Linked DNA regions of Bombyx mori: all the other regions are linked to region 3. Evidence: chromatin contacts called from public Hi-C data. All regions are on one chromosome and are shown on one strand. The core of a region is the stretch at or near the end of the contact, and the rest is flanking DNA. Distances in the headings are between cores, read along the strand shown.

Region 1 (3,084 bases), core at 121-2,620, 91 kb before region 3:
TTTACCAAACAAAGTTCCTAAAACCGACAAATCTATAAAATAGGTGATATTTTTTATGTGAATAAAATAAAATTAACAGTCAAGTTGATGCCTTAAATAAAAACGATAATCCGACAATTACAAAAAACAACAAAAAATTACATACCTTGTAACTTCACACAGCACCGCAACAAAGTTCGTCTTGTTTACGTCTGTAAATACGTTGTTGTTGTTGTTTATGCTAGCCTGGTACTATAACAGACGCGTGCATCCCCTTCTACAGCCTCCGTACAACTGACGTTACGTAACGATGTCCTGGCGATTCTCTTCAACCCCTATTTCCATGCATTTTCTCGGACGTCGACCATTTTCACTTGAACTACCACACCCCCCTTACTACGTTTTCTATGAAATCGTTTCCATGCTATTGTTCGGAAACTGTAGGGCATTGTATTCTGGTTGACTGTGCTCGGAAATTTTCGTGGGAAACCGCGTTAAGGCTCCGCCTCGCGCAGAAACATTCTTACAGGCTCGTCTGAGACATCTCTTTGTATTAAAGTGACGTGTTCGAAGTGAGTGCAGTATAAAACAATTGGGTAAGGTACAGAATGTGCGATTTCGTGCAGTTTTACAAAATTCATTTAAACTTAAATTTGTGTTGAATTTGAGAAATTCTCTTATCCAATTGACAAAGAATAGAATGTTCATAGAGATATTTTAACCTTATTAAGCTAAGGCATACATTACATCATTAACATAATCAAAATCTGCGAACACAATTTGCGAGATCAAAATCGCTACGCAAATACCGGAGCGCATAGATTTAAAAACAATATTATAAATTTCGCGACCCATTATTAGTCTAAGTTTTAGTTAGAAAAATTGCTAACTCGCATATAAGAGGTATACGCACAATGGTTAGCGTCAGTAAACAAAACTGCAATAGGAAATTTTCTGGTTTTTCTTCACCGTTACAATATTTTGTTATTAAGGTATTCAATGCAAATTGTTAATTGCCTGATCCAATATGTTTACGTTATTATAAAATAAAAATTGTTATTGATTGCCTTTAACGATAGTGTAAATTTTAGTTTCTGGTTTGTTGTTAACCACGAAAATATTAAAACTGCTAATTTGCTAATCTTCTCGACTGTATCATACAAGTACGACATTTTATTATGAATTAATTTTAATATCTCATGAACCACGCCCAGTGCGTAGGCGTGTCCTTAGACACGCCCACACGCCTCCTGAACAGCTCGAGTCCTGCTCTTTCAGACAATGTCCTTTATAATCCTACTCATTTCAAAATCACCGATGCATCAGAAGAAAGATATGGAAGCTATGTGTCTTCTTTCGTCCCGTGTTATACCGATATGGCGATCGAGTCTATCGATCGTTCCAACTTTCTAGACGATTGATTAAATACTGAGGGGGATCTGCATATGTGTGAGTTGAATGTAATGAAAGCTTTTTTCGTCTGTTGACTGTTGAACTATGAATGTATTATATGTACGTATATCTACATTTCAGAGATACTACCTACAAAGGACATTCACTAGAATCGTACCTACTGAAAATTAACTAGATGTTATCCATATCCATTCAGTATCTTCACAATTTACATATATTTCAATGATACTAGTGGTCCCTGTGTAGTCGAAATCCTACTATAATTATTGAAATTATAAGTTTGGACATTATAACGGTTCTATTGTCAAAGACTATTTAATATACTTCTACACTTACAGATTTCGCCCAGAGTACATTAAAGACCAATAATATTAAATACTTACAATATTAATCTATTCTCAATTTGACCATAGACTTTCAACAATAACAAAAGTTTGACAATAAACACAGAGTGTATGTGTATGTATATGTGATGTGTCAAATAACTGGTAGTGTATGTAATGTTTTTTTATTGATTTAATAAAAGCATATTTAAAAAAAAATATTAACATTCTGCACTCCTTTTCTATATTCTCTATAAGCGTGACAATATTTAAGCTCCTCGGTACGTGCAATTTTGGTAAAAAGTTTCTGCTTCACGTATTAATATATTGATAATCAAAGTTTAATAATATAGTTTTTAATTTTAACAAGTCTTTCGAAATATTTGGAGGCTTGTTCTGATTAACAAACTACACAAGAACAAGGTAAAGTTGAAGTTGATGTTATTTCTGTCATTTTGTGTATCAATAAAACTTCAAAACAACAAACCATCGTTTGTGAAAAACACTATCATAGTCATTTCAAATTACGTACACAACTCTTTAAAAATAGAACAAAAATAGAACATTACAGATCCGTGGCATGTGTTCACGGGCAGTCACGAGCAGATCGTCAGGATTATGCATCAATAGTTAGGTATTTAAAAAAAAAAATTAGTTCTAGTTATCTAGTTTAATCTAATTAAAATCTATTGAAGTTCTAAGGAACTCAACAGCTTTTCTCAGTGAGAATGTAAAGAACAATCACTGTGGACGTATTGTTGAATGATAACGGAGATCTACGCAACGCAATGATCTCTGTTTTAAATTGAGTCACAAGTACGAAGTTTATGTGTGTGTATTTAAAAATCATTTATCGCTAAGGAACATGTGATTCGCGGCCATAAGTAGAAAGAATGATGTCACTAAGCTACGTTCAAAACAAACCCTTGCCCATCAAATATGTTTTGATTTTATATTACACGTGTTTTTTTACATAAAAATGTAATCCCGAGGTGACTGAAAAATCATTAATCAGCCAATAATTCGGGCTCCTTTTAAAAACATCCAGGGAATCAAAATATTGCGATATAGAGCTTATTGTGGATACGCCCCGCAATTTTTTTTTAAATATAAATCGTGAGTGTTAAATTTAGATTATAAAATAATTTTTAATGAACTAAGATAAATGAAACGTTTTTTTAATTATGGAATAATATGTAGCTTTACGCCATAATCACAACAGGAGAATTTGTGAAATAATGTTGTGATTTATTACATGAAATTACAATAATTCATTACTTTTCTTGAATTTTTATACATACTAAAGGTCCCGCAGTAGTCGAAATTCGACTATAATTAATTCGAATTGTAAGTTTGTAAACTATTATTA
Region 2 (3,473 bases), core at 590-3,089, 110 kb before region 3:
AAAAAGCAAAAAGAAGTTATCTAGCTGATTTGGGGTCTCCTAATTACTAACCTAAATACTTTTGAGAGCAATCAAAGAGTTTTATCGTTAAAAAGAATTTTCTCAAAACCTATTTTTGTGAAAAAATAAAAGAAAAACATTAATTTTAATAAAACATTCGACTGTAGTGAATAAAATTTATTGATAAGTATTTAATTTTTTTTTGTAGGTAATGATTATTGGTAAATAAGTTTTATGTAATCAATAATTTCAATTGTTAAATTAGGACTGATAGCTGAATTTTAAACGTTTTTAAGGAATCGCTAGGAATACATTATCTATATTAATTATTACTATTAAACTTATTTTTTAAACTAAACTGATCCCTATTGATGTTCTTTTGTTGAAGTGTTGTTGTTTATTTTTAAATAATTCTAGCATAACGTATCCTTTTATTATACTTTTATATTTTCAGAGGAAAGCACCAATGCATATCTTAACGAGAACTGGAGGCCTGTTTCTGAATCTCTGCGGCCAATCCTATCAAAAACTATAGAAGACATTCTATTAGGTTTCACGCAAACGCTGTTCCACAATTTACCGGCCAATTTTTTGATCGGCGACGTGAAAAACAAAAATAAAAAACTCGAAGACGCTTTCTAGTTATAAAGTTAAATTAGAAATTATTTAATTTGAAAATAGGAATGTAAATATAATAATAATAAGTTTTTCTATTATTTTTTTACTCCTGACCTTTATCCTAAAATGATACTACAAAAGTATTCTTATCATATTATTTTCAAATATATTTACCTAGTTGAATCTACATACATTGGCGTGGAATGAAAAACACTGCTTTTCCTTTAGTGTATTACGTTATAGCGTTTGAACCGATTGTTTTTATTTATCAAATAAACAAAACGCTTTCCCCTAATGTCGCTAGAGAGAATAAAGTTAATCCACGCCTGCTTAAAATAAAATAATTTACTTATCTTTTGAGCAATGAAACGTATTTATTCGTCTTTCAAGGTTACAACAAAATAAAACAGTAGAAAATTATAGATACAGCAAACATTTCATTGATTGGTAATTATTATAAATTATTCGTTTATACATACACCCGCTGCGTGTACCAAACTGTCAAATTGTCGAAATAGTAATTAGATAGAATTAGAGGAACGCGTTTTCTGTTTTTATTAATTACTATCAAAATAATATCAGCAGTATCTGTTGCTGTAGTTTAAAGATGTAGCATATATTATTATCAGATTTATAATATTCTAGAAAAATGTTTGATAACAGAACATTATACAGAAGTGAAATAATACGATTTGGCGTATTGCCAAAACGCAAATTTTAGAAGAGCGTTGTTTATCACACCTGTTATTTCAGGTACCTACGTTTAATACTGAAAAAGTGAGTCAGAAGCATTGAAAATTTTAGAATCTATTTTATTTTTAATGCGAAGTACTATCAAACCGAATTTGTAGCAGATAAAGTAGAATATACTCAAGATATCTTTAAAATTATGCTTTAAGCTACCTTTTGTGCAAAGAAAAATGTTAGAACTTTCTTGTTACATGAACGAAAATATATTTAAAGATTAATTTTCGTAACCTAGAAGATTATAATACTATAATAGTGTCAACTATAATCATAAATTGAAAGAAATAGTAGCTAGTTCGACTTTATGGAAACAAAACATAAAACTGACACCGATTATCGGTATTATGGCCTACCTGCCAAATAGGACGTCCGGGCATTTTGATAGAAGAGGATTTTTCAAATTATCACAATATAATAATATTCACAATGAACACACACTGGTGTTTCGCGCTGTTTTCACTAGATGGCACTCTCACCAAAGTTGAGCACAAAATAAGCTCTTCTCACTAGAATGACGTGTTTTATACACCAGCAAATCTCTATTGGCGTAAATACGAGCGCGAACGAGATGAAACAGAGACCTGCAACTATACCGACCGAAATATCCCCTTACGTGGTCTTTCGGCTATTTTAAAATGATTCCTTTCATGTCTGCAACATGTAGGTACGTACCTACTGAATTAAATGACGTTTGAGTGGATTGCGGTGGCTCTACTTAATTTGTGAACTACTTGCGCGTGCTATGGTATTTCTTTATATTTGTCCACTTTTAAAAACATCATGCTGAAAATATATTTTTTTAGTATTATTTATTATTCAAAAAAAATTTAAACTATGAGGTTTGTTCAGTTGGAAAACCTAAGTTGTGCATAGTGAAAATGTTCACAACGAAAAATGTAAATAAAAAGGCATTCTTTCGAAGAAGTAATCAAAAATAATAAAAATACTTTCCGAAAATTACTATTGCTGTTTTGTTGGTTAAATAAATATCTTATGTATGTTTTAATATAATTTCTTTGTCTTTCAATAAAACGAATACACCTCAAGTAAAACCGACAATTGAAAATTAATTCACAATAAAATAGCAATTGTAAATATTTAAATTTAAAACCTATCACCAAAAAGCTTTAATGCAGAAAATTGTAGTTATATCTAGTTACCAATTTCTGTTATACTATTAACTTGTTTATTTATTTTTTAAATATAATTTTGCACTAAAGATTATACATTTAATCCTTAAGGTTTTGGTATCAACTAGACATTCATTGTACGTATGAAATTATTCGATAATTTCTAATTCTTATTTGGAAACTAAAGCAAAGTAAAAGTCGACACCCGATGATGTGATATTTAACCAGATCGAGTTATTTATAGTCAGCAAATGCTTTGTAACTGGAACGAGGCTAAACATTTTCATGTTCGTCGTTAAAACTTCACGCTGGCGCTTTTATATAGTAGAACTAGCAACCCGCCCTAGCTTCGCTTCGGAAACTGTAATTTATTATTGATTTTTATGGATGTTATTATACATATAAACTTTCCTCTTCAATCACTCTATCTATCAAAAAAACCGCATCAAAATCCGTTGCGTAATTTTAAAGATTTAAGCATACATATAGGGACAGAGAAAGCGACTTTGTTTTATACTATGTAGTGATCTGTTCACAAAGGCTTTAAATTTTGTAAAGAAATTTCTAGTAAACGTTTCAATTTGATCACAACGTTGCATATAGTTAGATAATAAAGCAATTAATGTTTAGTTGAACCCGGTAAAAAATTATTGATTCCTAAGCATTATTCCATATTATTATCCTTATAGTATGTATGAACTTGTAATAAAGTCTCTTTGGCTATACTACTGTATCTGGCTGGTTTTAATATCAATAAAAGTTTAAATTTTAAAGAAGATAATTCCAAATTCAATTTAGGAAAATGTGGAATTTTTTACTTATTTTTCGTACTGTCAAGATAAGTGATTCTAATGAATAAATTCGATACATTTTAAAATTTTACTACAAAAAAGGTAAAAATGCAACGCAAGCCGCGTACAAATTTTGCGATGTTTATGGACCTAGTGCAATGTCTGTGAGAGTAGCACACATTTGGTT
Region 3 (3,033 bases), core at 272-2,771:
AGCGAACGAAATGAAACAACGCTTAAAATTATTATTTGCATAACAATGTCAATAATGTTGATGTTATTTCTAAAAGATTACGAACTCTGCAATTTAATGTCAAAGTGGTTCAAATGTGTGGCAATTACCTTGACATTACCAAAAACAATTCACATAGTACAATTTCTAACACCTAATGAATAAAATCATGGATACAGTTTTAAGTAGCACCGGTCGCCGTCCTCGTCGAAAAGTTCGAAGTGCGAACTAAACCATAGACACAACCCAATGAGTTTCTCGCCGAATCTTCTCAGAATCTTCTTACTGGTGGTAGGACCTCTTGTGAGTCCGCGCGGGTACGTACCCCCACCCTGCCTATTTCTGCCGTGCAGCAGTAATGCGTTTCGTTTTGAAGTAGCCGTCGTAACTATGCTTGAGACCTTAGAACTTATATCTCAAGGTGGGTGGCGTATTTACGTTGTAGATGTCTATGTGTATGTTATCAAATTCGATCAGATCAAGCCCGTGAGATCACCTACCCGTCCGCGCGTAACTTCAATAGCCCTTACCAGCGCATAGGTAGGAAGAAAAAGTTTTGACGGAAAAGATATAAAGGATAAGACGCCCAGTACATTCGTATCGAGGAATGCGACTGTGCCGGTGATCGAATCCCGCAGGCGGGTACCAATTTTCCTAATGAAATAAATGTGCTAAATGTTCAGTAACAACTTCCACGATGAGAAAATAATACCACGTAATAGAAATTAATTCCGAAAAATTAAAAATTTACGTAATCACTTTCCGTAGGGCGTATTGTGAGTCCGCACAGGTAGATACCACCACCCTGCCTATTTCTGCCGTGATTTCTGCAGTAGTATTTTTCGGTTTGAAGGCTAAGACAACCGTTGGTCCATAAAAATGAGAATCAGAATTTATGTATCAAGGTAGATGGCAGCATTTATTTTGTTACCACAATTGGGCCGTGAGCACATCCGCCCATTTAAGGAAGAAGAAAAATGTTTTGAGTTGCCGTTTTTTACCATGTGATAGATATGATTTAACTTTCAAGATAATTATTCCCATTGTAACAAGACAATTAAAAAATGTACCAACTACAAAAAAAGAACAAAGGGCTCAATCTCAGGTGTATTTATTAAAAGATGAAAGTAAACTTTTTTTATTAAATTGTGTTCTTTTCTAAATTTTACCATTGGTGGTCTAGTGGTCTATATATAGAAATAAGCAGAAATGTAAAACAACTGTGCATTAATTTCATTTCAAAACAAGAAATACTTCTTTTGATCATGCCTTAAATTCATGAAGATATAACTAAAACGTTCCAAACAAGCACACGTACACTTTTCAAACTAAAAATAAATTAATGTATTTTTGGTCTGAAAAGTTTCAAGGTGTTTAACGCCACCTATTGAACGCTTAAAAAGGCTTTATACTGACATCTAGCGATGAGTAGATGAAGCAACATTGACACAGACAAATTATTTACGATCTCCTTTTGCCTATGCGATCTTAGTACCTGTAAAAGTATTAGGAAGGAACCGCGAGATTTTCCACTCGGAAACCGCACACACGCTGCCTCGTCGCACTCACTGCCCAAACAAAACACGTCGCGAAAGTGTATTTTATTTTATTTGTTTGAAATATTACTTCATAAATGAGGTTATTTAATTGAGTCGACTATTATCAAATCTGACTTTTGGACAATGATTGGTAAATCAGAAAAACGAATTATTGACTTTGTATTCCATTGGCAGTCACAAAACTCTTCGGAACGACATCTTAGATAAATAACAGGTTAACTATTAACCTTTATTTAATGCAGGTTTTGAACCGTATTCTTTGAAGGAGACGATTATATTCAAATAAATCTGTATTGACATATCAATAATTTTTTTTTGTCCAAATGTACAGATTGCCGCCTTTGATAATAGACGACTCAATTTTAATCTTATCTATATTTTTGCACTTGCGCGATCCTCGGTGACCTCGTATGATTGTTGGAAGATTATAAAGGTTTTTTTTTTTAAAACAAATCGTTTTTATCAAGAAGCTCACTCACTTCATTTGAATCACAGTTTTTATTAGAGACACTCAACCCTTGTTCCTTTCAAATTATCTTTTATTAAGTAAAAATTACTTTACCAAGAACTAGCTGCAATGGTCGGTTTTATTTTGTATTTTTTTTTAAATTCGTAATGGTGTTATTGAATTCAACAAGCTTGGTTAACATTTTTTATTCTTTGTCTTGCGGTCTTATTCTTAACGACATATTGCCGGTTATAATGACCATTATAAGAATATTGTCAAAAAGTGGTATTGACACTTTCAGGGTTATAATAACATTCATTTTGGATTTCAATCAACATATCCTTTACTATCAGTTTATTATGAATAAGAGCGTAACTAAACTTAAAATGCTGTAGTACAAATATTCATAACGCTTTGTTTTTTTTAGTAAACAAAGTCGAATGAAAATTCTATCGCATTATGTACTAAATACCAATAAAACATTTTGCCATTTTAAATAAGTATATATAATTTCATGTTTTGTAACAAATAATCAAACGACTGTGTCAGTGTTCACTAGGAGAGATAAAAAAATATTTACAAAAATTATGTTGTTGTTACAAATATATTAAAACTACAATATCTTTAACATATAAATATTACTATGGTAATCTTATTACAATAACAATCATATTTACACAAAGAAACTATTATTACTTATATGGACAGTCAGGTTAAACAGAATTCACAAAAATATTACCCTAATTAAAAATATTTATGTAATAATACTATTTACATTTTAAGAGTTTGTTATTATTAATCAGCTAAAATACTGGACGGAATGGAATGTATTCGTTTCTCTCAGTTTTAGGTAAGCTTAGTAACAATAAGGCACTAATCACATTTGGTAGGATCATATTATATAAAATATAAATCAATTATTCTTCAGTAAGACGTGGAGCTGCTATCTGGTCTTAGTTGTTTATTGTTGGTTTGAACATCGTCATAGGCTATAGTAAAAACGCTTTT

The links. A called contact is a pair of places that touch in the nucleus more often than the background predicts.
Region 1: a contact with region 3 is called in a Hi-C map of whole pupa, with 4 times the contacts expected there. The contact joins two enhancer-like sites. A contact is called at or near these places in 2 of 7 Hi-C or Micro-C datasets (midgut and whole pupa).
Region 2: a contact with region 3 is called in a Hi-C map of whole pupa, with 4 times the contacts expected there. The contact joins the promoter of LOC732975 here to the enhancer-like site in region 3. A contact is called at or near these places in 5 of 7 Hi-C or Micro-C datasets (middle silk gland, midgut, posterior silk gland and 1 more).

What each region holds. Positions count from the first base shown.
Region 1 is chr12:5,567,762-5,570,845 of ASM3026992v2, reverse strand. No RefSeq gene overlaps it. Among protein-coding and RNA genes, the nearest start is that of LOC134199829, 11 kb to the left of the region's middle. Within about 2 kb of position 1,370, at least 1 of the 8 cell types and tissues checked has open chromatin away from gene starts, as enhancers often do.
Region 2 is chr12:5,584,818-5,588,290 of ASM3026992v2, reverse strand. It overlaps LOC732975 (muscular protein 20), which reads right to left and starts at 1,839. Exons shown (of 4, transcript NM_001046972.1): 1 at 1,719-1,839. The coding sequence starts at 1,742. It overlaps LOC101738753 (circadian clock-controlled protein daywake), which reads left to right. Exons shown (of 6, transcript XM_004929405.5): 6 at 455-707. The coding sequence ends at 642.
Region 3 is chr12:5,476,874-5,479,906 of ASM3026992v2, reverse strand. LOC101738491 (cadherin-86C) reads right to left here. Exons shown (of 15, transcript XM_038014421.2): 15 at 2,508-3,033. The coding sequence ends at 2,950. Among protein-coding and RNA genes, the nearest start is that of LOC134199906, 19 kb to the left of the region's middle. Within about 2 kb of position 1,521, at least 8 of the 8 cell types and tissues checked have open chromatin away from gene starts, as enhancers often do.